Regions from separate parts of the Gossypium raimondii genome. Here region 2 is linked to region 1. A link is a contact called in public Hi-C data. All regions are on one chromosome and are shown on one strand. Each heading gives the region's core, a stretch centred on a gene start, on an enhancer-like site or on the middle of the called end of the contact. The rest is flanking DNA. Distances are from core to core; before and after follow the strand shown.

Region 1 (4,263 bases), core at 15-2,514:
CTATTGAAACTATTCACAAATTTTAAAATTCTTCAATACATTTTCTTAAATAAATAAAGGATTTTGAAAAATTTAATCCTAATAAAATTCCTCGTATAAATCTCGCATTTGATGGAATTAATATTTATATTATTAAAAAATATAAGATGGTCCTGATGAAGAAGAGTAGCTGTAGAAGGGTACAACTTGGGCTCAATTTCTCCCTTATGCTAAGCTATTAAGTTAAAGGTTGGCGTAGGCACACACCCAAAATTAGATTGAGCCCAATTCCTCTTAATTAAAAATTATTGTTCTTACTTAACTAGGGAATAGGACTGCCAACAAATTAAGTCCGAGTACTTATCAAATTAAGTGTAAATATTTTTACCCTTTCTCTAACTGCAAACATCAAAAATAAAATTCAAAACAAAAATGATGGTTAAGCTGTCAATCAGGAAAATTGAAAAAGGCTGGTGGTGATGCCATAATTGCTATGTTGCTCTTGGATTAATTGAAACAGACATTAGGGTCTTCACACTCGGTTTGGGAGCTTTGTTGTTTATCTGCATTATAATTAAATTGAAAGATATTCTGGATTTACAATATCCAATGTTAGAAGTAAGAAATTGGATTTGTGTTTAGTGAAACGAGCATCCAACCCCAATAAGAACAAGACTCTTGTTCATACCAAATTTAGTTGCATAGGAAAAGTGGAGGTTGGCGGAAAATATAATCATACCACACAACTTACAATAACCTGTCTCTTGAATTAAGCCTAAACCACCAATTACGAGGGAGCAATGGAGGTGTTTGGACATGCCTAAAAGTTTTCAATCAATTTATACCTAAATATAATTTATAAAATTCAAATGAATAATTTCTGCCCCTCGTCCCTTCCTCGACGACGGCACCCACTACCAGAGGCAAAAGCGATATGGCCACACCTATTCCACGTCCACCAAGCTACTAGCCACCACCATCTCCATCTTTATCTTATATGGTTCTGTCCGACGCCGACGCACCTGTTCGACTTTTTTAATAGTCCTGGTCTATAGGCAATAGTTGTTTTTAATAAGTTGTTATGATTCCCATTATTTTTAGGAGTTCGTTTTGCTTTTTACGGTAATTGTATAGCCTATTTAAAGAGGCTATTTGCTTCCTGAATAACATAGAATTTTTCTTCTCAAGATTATTTTCTTTGATCTACTGCTCACACAACAGTGGTATCAGAGCCAGGTTTATTAACGATAAACAATAGTTTTTCCCCTCCTTTATTCAACAGAAATGGCCTCCGATAGTTTTGTGCAACCACCAATTTCTCGCTTCGATGGTCACTACGATTATTGGAGTATGTTGATGGAAAATTTTCTCCGATCCAAGGAGTATTGGCAAGTTGTCTCTATTGGAATTCCGGAGTTGGCAGCAACAATGGATGCACATCGACTAGAAATTAACGCTTTGAAATTGAAAGATCTTAAGGCAAAGAATTGTCTTTTTTAAGCAATTGATCGTTCAACCTTGGAGACCATCCTTTGCAAAGATACGTCAAAGGATATTTGGGATTCGATGAAAAAGAAATTCCAGGGATCAACTAGAGCAAGGAGGCAGCAGCTTCAGGCACTTCGCTCAGAGTTTGAACTTCATCGGATGCAATTTGGGGAGACCATTTCTGATTTTTTCTCAAGAACGATGGTTATCATCAGCAAGATGAGAACATTTGGAGAGAAATTAGAGGATGTGGTTGTAGTCGAAAAAATTCTTCGCTCATTGACACCAAATTTCAATTACGTGGTATGTTCCATTGAGGAATCAGAAGATATTGATTTTTTATCCATTGATGAATTGCAAGGTTCTTTACTGGTTCATGAAAGAAAATTGCAGTAGCAAGATAATGCAGAGTTAGCATTAAAAGTTTCATCAGATCATTTGGTTAAACGCAATGGAGGACGCAGATCGAATGGCCACAATGACAAAAGTCGAGGCAGAGGTCGTAGCAGAGGTCGTGGTAGAGGAAACTATGGTTATCGACAGAATTCAGGAAACCAATCTCAGGAAAGAGGGAGAAGACATGGCGGTTACCGAACACAGTCAGCAGACAAATCAAATGTTGAGTGCTATCGTTGTCACAAGTATGGTCACTACAAATCAGAATGCTGGACCACTTTCTTAGATACACATGGGGAAGAACCCAATTTTATTGGAAAAGAAGGTGAGCAAGATGAAGAGATATCATTGTTGATGGTATGTCATGCAAAAGAACCTACCAACAAGCATTTGTGGTATTTAGACACCGGATGCAGTAATCACATGAGTGGAGATAAGTCAATTTTTTCAACTCTTGATGAATCATTCAGAGATAATGTGAAGTTTGGCAATGATATGAAGATCTCTGTGATGGGTAAAGGGCAGGTAACTATTCTAAATAAAAGGAATGTTACTCAAATCATTTCTAATATTCTTTATGTCCTAGATTTAAAGACCAATTTGTTAAGTATTGGTCAGTTGCAAGAGAGTGGTTACGAGATCAAAATTAAAAATGGGATGTATCGAGTTCAAGATAGAAAATCAGGATGCTCAAGTTGCAATGACAACAAATCGGATGTTTTCGATCTACCTCAATCCTTTTAGTCAGTTATGTTTTGCAGCAAACTTATTAGATCCAATGCAGCTATGGCATTTTCGTTACGGTCATCTCGATTTTGGAGGCTTACAAACGCTTCAGCGGAAAAACATGGTAGCTGGTCTCCCACAATTTTCTTGTCTTGCATATGTATACGAGGAATGTGTGCTCAGTAAGCAACATCGAGAACCATTTCCAAAAGGAAAGATTGAAAGAGCAAAAAGCCTTTTGGAGATAGTGCACTCTGATATCTGTGGGCCAATTAATCCCATTTCTAATGGAGGTAAACGCTATCTTATCACCTTTATAGATGATATGAGTAGAAAAACATGGGTTGATTTTTTACAGGAAAAATCTGAAGCTTTAATTGCTTTTAAAAGATATAAAGCATTTGCGGAAAAAGAAGCAGGTCATTCTATACAAGTGTTGCGGACTGATCGTGGAGAAGAATATAATTCACATGAATTCAACCAATTTTGTGAAGAGCATGGAATTAAAAGACAATTGACAGCAGCTTATACACCTAAACAGAACGGTGTATCCGAAAGAAAGAATCGAACCATTTTTAACATGGTGCGAAGTTTATTGCAGCAAAGCAAAGTTCCTAAGACGTTTTGGCCAGAAGCCGTCAACTGGAGCATTCACATTTTGAATCGGAGTCCAACTTTTACTGTTCGGAATATGACACCAGAAGAAGCATGGAGCGGAAGAAGACCCGATGTCAGTCATTTCAGAATCTTTGGGTGTATTGCTTATGCACATGTCCTTGATAAAAAAAGAACGAAGTTAGAAGACAAAGGAGAAAAATGCATATTTCTTGGTGTTAGTAAGTGTTCTAAAGCATTCAAGTTGTATAATCCTAGCACTAAGAAAATTGTCATCGGTCGGGATGTGATTTTTGATGAAGAAAAGTTCTGGTGTTGGGATACACCAACAGTTTAAAGGAATGTTTCAGTAGACTTTGATGAAGAGCTACATGTTGAGGATAATTTGGAGCCGTTACATGAGCAAGAAACAATTCAAAAACCTGAAACTGCAACAGATCCAATGTCATCACGTACAAGAAGAAGGCCTGCTTGGATGAGGGATTATGAAGTCCTAGGAATTAATCAATTTGAGGATCCACTCACCTATTATGTTTTGTTTTCAGATTGTGATCTCGTGTTTTTTGAAGAGGCAATTAAACAATCAAAATGGAAGAGAGCAATGGATGATGAAATTGCAGCTATTGAAAAAAAAAACAAAACTTGAGAGTTAATTAAGCTTCCAAAATGACATAAAACCATTGATGTGAAGTGGGTTTATAAGATGAAACTGAAGGAAACCGGTGAACTTGACAAATGCAAAGCAAGCTTGGTAGCAAAAGGTTATAGTCAGGAGTTCGGCATCGATTACAAGGAGGTATTCGCTCCAGTTGCTAGGCATGACACAATCAGATTGGTGATTGCATTGGCAGCTCAAAATTCTTGGCCGATTTTCCAACAAGATGTCAAGTCGACATTCTTGCATGGAGACTTGAATGAACAGGTATTTGTTAAACAACCTCCTGGCTATATTAAGATTGGAGAAGAGCATAAAGTATATAAGTTAAAAAAGGCTTTGTACGGACTCAAACAAGCCCCTCGAGCATGGTATAGTTATATTGAGGCTTATTTTCTCTAAAA
Region 2 (4,667 bases), core at 1,821-4,320, 200 kb before region 1:
TGATCTTTTACATACATACAAAGCCAACAAGGAGAAAAAAGAAATATATATTTTAATTAGCGGAGACATTTTTATGGCTACTTTTTGGGTTAGGAGGGTCTCATGAGTGAGTGGAACCCATTTTTCTGCAGCCAAGTTTGAGAAGAAGGTCTAATCTGCGATGGGAATCCTGATGATGCTGCAGAATTTCCAAACATTTGGTGAGGACTTGACTGCCATTGTTGTTCACTAATGGATAGCAAAAGATCGCTCCCTATTCGGCCTCCACTGCTGCTGCTTGGAAAATGAATCTATTAAGTCACAAAAATATAACAATTTAGTTAGTAACTGGAGGCTTTCCTGGTATACATACATCCCAAATCAAGCAATTACAAATTATATGAACTGAATCATAAACTTCAAACCTGATAAGATGATGGAGGAATGTGAAACACATTGTTATCTCCAGGTCTCCTGAACTGTCCATATCTTTGCATTTCATTAGACTTAATCGATGCTGGAGATTGGATATGAGTTTGGCTCAACAACTGCATTGTTTCTGCCTCACTATATCCATCCGATCTTCCATGAGTAGCACCATCGCTTCTACAAGGCTCCTGCTGCAGATTTACCTGGTAACGCAATCAACAATGAGCAAAATCAATCACTGCTAAAGCAAAGCACAAGTATAGATCTCCCATTTTTAATCAGGATTTAAACAATACCAACCTTAGACCTAAATTCCCTATATTGCCAATCAGCTTCAGGCGGCAGACTGTGCTGATCGCTCATAGCAATTTGCCTATCACCACCTAACTCCAGATTCGTTTGCTTCGAGGTTGAACTCCCTAAGCTCAAATCAAGGTTGTGATCTCCAGCATTACCCGAAGTTTCTAAACAACACCATAACTAGGGATGAATCTTATGAAGGGGCGGTGAATGATATTTTTTATATATCCTAAACGAGCAAATTTACTTACCTCCACAGTTAAGCTCATTGTCGTATATCCTGGGATCAAAGTTAGTGACAGCATCTTTACCATTGCACTTAATTGCTGCTCTGTCATAAGCCCTACAAAACAAAGGTACCAGAGAATTCAATAACCTACCAATCTCACCAGATTTTAATCAAAATCAAAGTACATGGAAAACACGAACCTCGCAGCTTCAATCTCTGTGTCAAACAAGCCTAAATAAACGTACCTGTAAAAACAAAGAGTGGGCAGTTAAGACAATTGGGAGCTGAGAAATGGAAATGAAGGGAGAGAAACAATAAATGTTACTTTTTGCCTAATAATTGGCCCATTCTAGCTTCCCATCGGCCACATTTGTGTAAGGTGACTCCTCTATATTTGGAGCTTCCTCGAGGAAATCCGGTGCTTTGTCGGCGAAGTACGTGCACAAATTCTTCCTTGGTTAGGTTACACATCTGCTAAAACAACAAAAAGAATCTTCCCTTTTGTGAACGATGTGATTTACGTGTCTCCAGACCAACAAAATATAAAGCCAGAAATAAAAAAAGAAAAAGAAAGAAACTTTACAAGATAAAGATAGAAGTAGAACCACTCAAAGATAAGATAAACTATGCAATGTTTTCATCTCTCTCTCTCTCTGAGTCTCACCTGCTTCAAGTCATCTTCATAATCTTCAATACTAAAATTTATGTCGGCTTCAACTCCCCGGAACTTGATTGCTGCCCTATCGTATGCACTGCCACAAACAATGACGGAAAACTTTCTTAAAACTTCTATTTGTTTTTCTTTTTTGCTTTGAAAAACAGAAAAAAAAGGTTAAAACTTGAGGACTTACCGAGCAGCTGCATGTGCTGTGTCGAATCCACCTATATATAATCAAAGCCGATGAGAAGAAAAAGACCCAACTTATCTAACTCACAAAACATTAAATTGCAAAAACAAAATCTGTCTCAAAATGTATTTTTAAAAAAAAGAAAAAATAGCCATACCTAAGTAAACTTGCTTTCCACAATCCCTGTACGTTAAATGACAAACCCAAAGAAAAAAAAAGGCTTAAATTCTGATTGGCTCGAGGGAAAAAAAACAAGAAAATTCAAAGCTTTGTTAGAAAAAAAATAAACAGAAATTAACAAACCAGATATGAGACTCCCATCTGCCAGTTCTTCTATAAAAGGTAACTCCTCTATATTGAGAGCTTCTTGACCTGGGTCCTCTCCTGCTTTTCTTCATGGGCTGAGAAACTTCAACAGATTTAGCATGGGGGAGTGGCTCCGATTGACAGAATTTGACACCAACCCAGTGAGCACGAGGGAACCCTGGTCCACTTCCGACACAGTTGGCGCCCATTTCCGGGTCTTGATCCAGCGGGAAAAACTGACGGGTCACTGGAGCCGGATCACTGTTCTCCGTGAAAACTTCTTCACCAGGCACCGGGAACCCAAAAATCATCTTGTTGCTTCGCTTCTTTAAAGCTGCTTTAACCCTCTCTCCCTCTTCTTCTTCCGATCCATCCTCCACCACCACAGCTGACGAGCTTGAATTCGAAACGGATCCGACCCGTTTACCCTTATCTTCATCTCCATCTACAGAAGTTTTCTGTGATGAACACCCCTCGGATTCATCGTCTCTAGGTTGCTGATAAGGAGAGTCATTAAGATCCCACATTTTCCCGCCTCTCTTTTCACAACTTCCCCTACTTATAATCTTGATGAAACTTAATATGTATCCTTCAAAAGAGAACAACTTAAAAATTCACGATCACCATCTTCTCTTAGAAGTAATCAAAAAGAAGAAGAAAAAAACCAGAGAACTCAGAGAGAGAGAGACAGAGAGAGAGAGCTAAAACTGTCTCTTTTATCTCTTTTTCTCTTTATATATAAAGGTGGAACAAATAAATGAGTAATAAAAGAAAAAGAAAACCTAGGAGAGTTGTGAGTTAGCTAAAAGGTAGTATAGCTAGGAAGGCAAGGGAGAGGAGAGGTTAGCTTAAGTTAGAATATCTTCTATAAACCTGACTGCCCAATACAGCATAGACGAGGCCAGTTTGAGCTAAGCATCCACAATCTCCTTTATTAGTAGTTTTCTTTTATTTTTTTTCTTCTCTCTCTTAGCTTTTGTTTTTCTTTTTTTGTACTTTTACTTTCTCTGATAAATGAATGAATGAAAGAAATTTGTTTTTGTTTCTAAATAAGTTCAATTTTTCTTTTCAGGCTCTGTTTTTAAAAACCAATATTGAAAAATCAATGAAATTTGGTGATTAGAGTAGAAGAAGAAGTTGTGAAATTTTAAATTCTTTGGTTTAAACCTACAAAAGGTAAATTTCGTTGGTTTTATTTAAATTTAGAAATTAGCATAAAACAAAAGCAAAGTCTAAATATGTTGTTATATTCAGAACAGAGGAATAGCAACCGGATTAGTCAAATAGTTCCATATGCTTTGACAAATCTAGTTTTACTTTTACCGTAAAAATATATATAAGAATGGTTAAAAAGAAAAAGGGCAAGTTAAAATTAAAAAAAAAAAAAAAGGTGAAGTAGAAGAAAAGGAAGGAGCGTTTGGAAACATAAAAGGAAATGAGAATAATGTTAGGAAAAGGAAAAACTTTCCAGAAAAGTCCCATCCAAGAGTACGGGAAGAGGCCCATCTTTCCCTCTTTCCTTCCATTATCTCACCAATGGATTGCCCCTCCTATTTTCTTTTTACCCTTTTCTCCTTCTTCACTCGCTTACCTTTCGCGCGTCTCTTCTACTTCCCCTTCCCCTTCCCCTCCGCTTCTCTTTTCTTTTTCTGTTTTTACCAACGCTTGTCCTTTACTTACAAATGGAAGTGAAAAATGCTTTCGCTAGGGTTAATGACTAATGGAAGAGAGTGAAATTTTGATGCAAACATGGTCGCATCCTTTGCTTGAGATTTATTAGTATGTCGATATTTCACCAATATTTTTATTTGATTCAACATCGGTAAATATCATTTTCAATCATTTTTTGGAGACAACTTCTTACCTTCTATTTTAATAAAATTGTCGCATTTTGATTTTTGATAGTTAGAATTAATACTTTTAATGATTTATTATTAATTTTCTATAAAATGCATTTCAAAATTTTTCAACCAATGGATTGAAATAATTTAATAAGAGTGATTCAAACCATTATAATAAGATAAAGGCCTAGCAATATCATATCTTTTGGTATAAAGCATCGGAAGATTAAGTACTTTTGCTAATGCTACTATAACTTTATCATTGTTACTTTACAAAAATATTTCAAAAGCGAAGATGTTTATGTATATTGGTAATACCTTATTCAGAGATGAATCCATGAAATAAGTCTTAAGCAAAATACTAATTCAAGCTCAACCAATTCTAAAATTATTGTACCTTTAATCTCGTACATTTAAAGTGAATTCTCTCACTAAACATGTTATTCCTACTTAGAACAAACTAAGCTACAAAATAATAACTCAATAAACATATGATTTTGTACTCAAAGAAAGGTTCCTAAAAAAACATATTTGTCCTCACTCAATGCACCAAATAAAGAAGGATGAATGACCTTTTAATAAGTCATTAGTGTTGGAGTGTGCCCAAAGATCAATCATGTGATGATTGTAATAACATATTTTTACATAATTTATTAATAAAGGTATTTCCATTATTGTTTTCAGTACTTATTTATGTGGTTAAATAAACTGTATAATGATAATATCCAAAGAATG

Evidence for each region. Hi-C and Micro-C count contacts between places; a contact is called where the count stands out from the background.
Region 2: a contact with region 1 is called in a Hi-C map of leaf, with 2.2 times the contacts expected there. The contact joins the promoter of LOC105803941 here to the promoter of LOC128034806 in region 1. A contact is called at or near these places in 2 of 2 Hi-C or Micro-C datasets (both in leaf).

The regions. Positions count from the first base shown.
Region 1 is chr11:39,214,409-39,218,671 of ASM2569854v1, reverse strand. LOC128034806 reads left to right here and starts at 1,264. Exons shown (of 4, transcript XM_052623646.1): 1 at 1,264-1,458; 2 at 1,564-1,770; 3 at 1,864-2,388; 4 at 2,648-3,541. The coding sequence starts at 1,264. The coding sequence ends at 3,541. It overlaps LOC128034805, which reads left to right and starts at 3,908. Exons shown (of 2, transcript XM_052623645.1): 1 at 3,908-4,177. The coding sequence starts at 3,908.
Region 2 is chr11:39,412,027-39,416,693 of ASM2569854v1, reverse strand. LOC105803941 (floral homeotic protein APETALA 2) reads right to left here and starts at 3,070. Exons shown (of 10, transcript XM_052624161.1): 1 at 2,089-3,070; 2 at 1,943-1,968; 3 at 1,789-1,819; 4 at 1,602-1,689; 5 at 1,263-1,411; 6 at 1,138-1,182; 7 at 960-1,051; 8 at 709-872; 9 at 405-611; 10 at 1-290. The coding sequence starts at 2,618. The coding sequence ends at 90.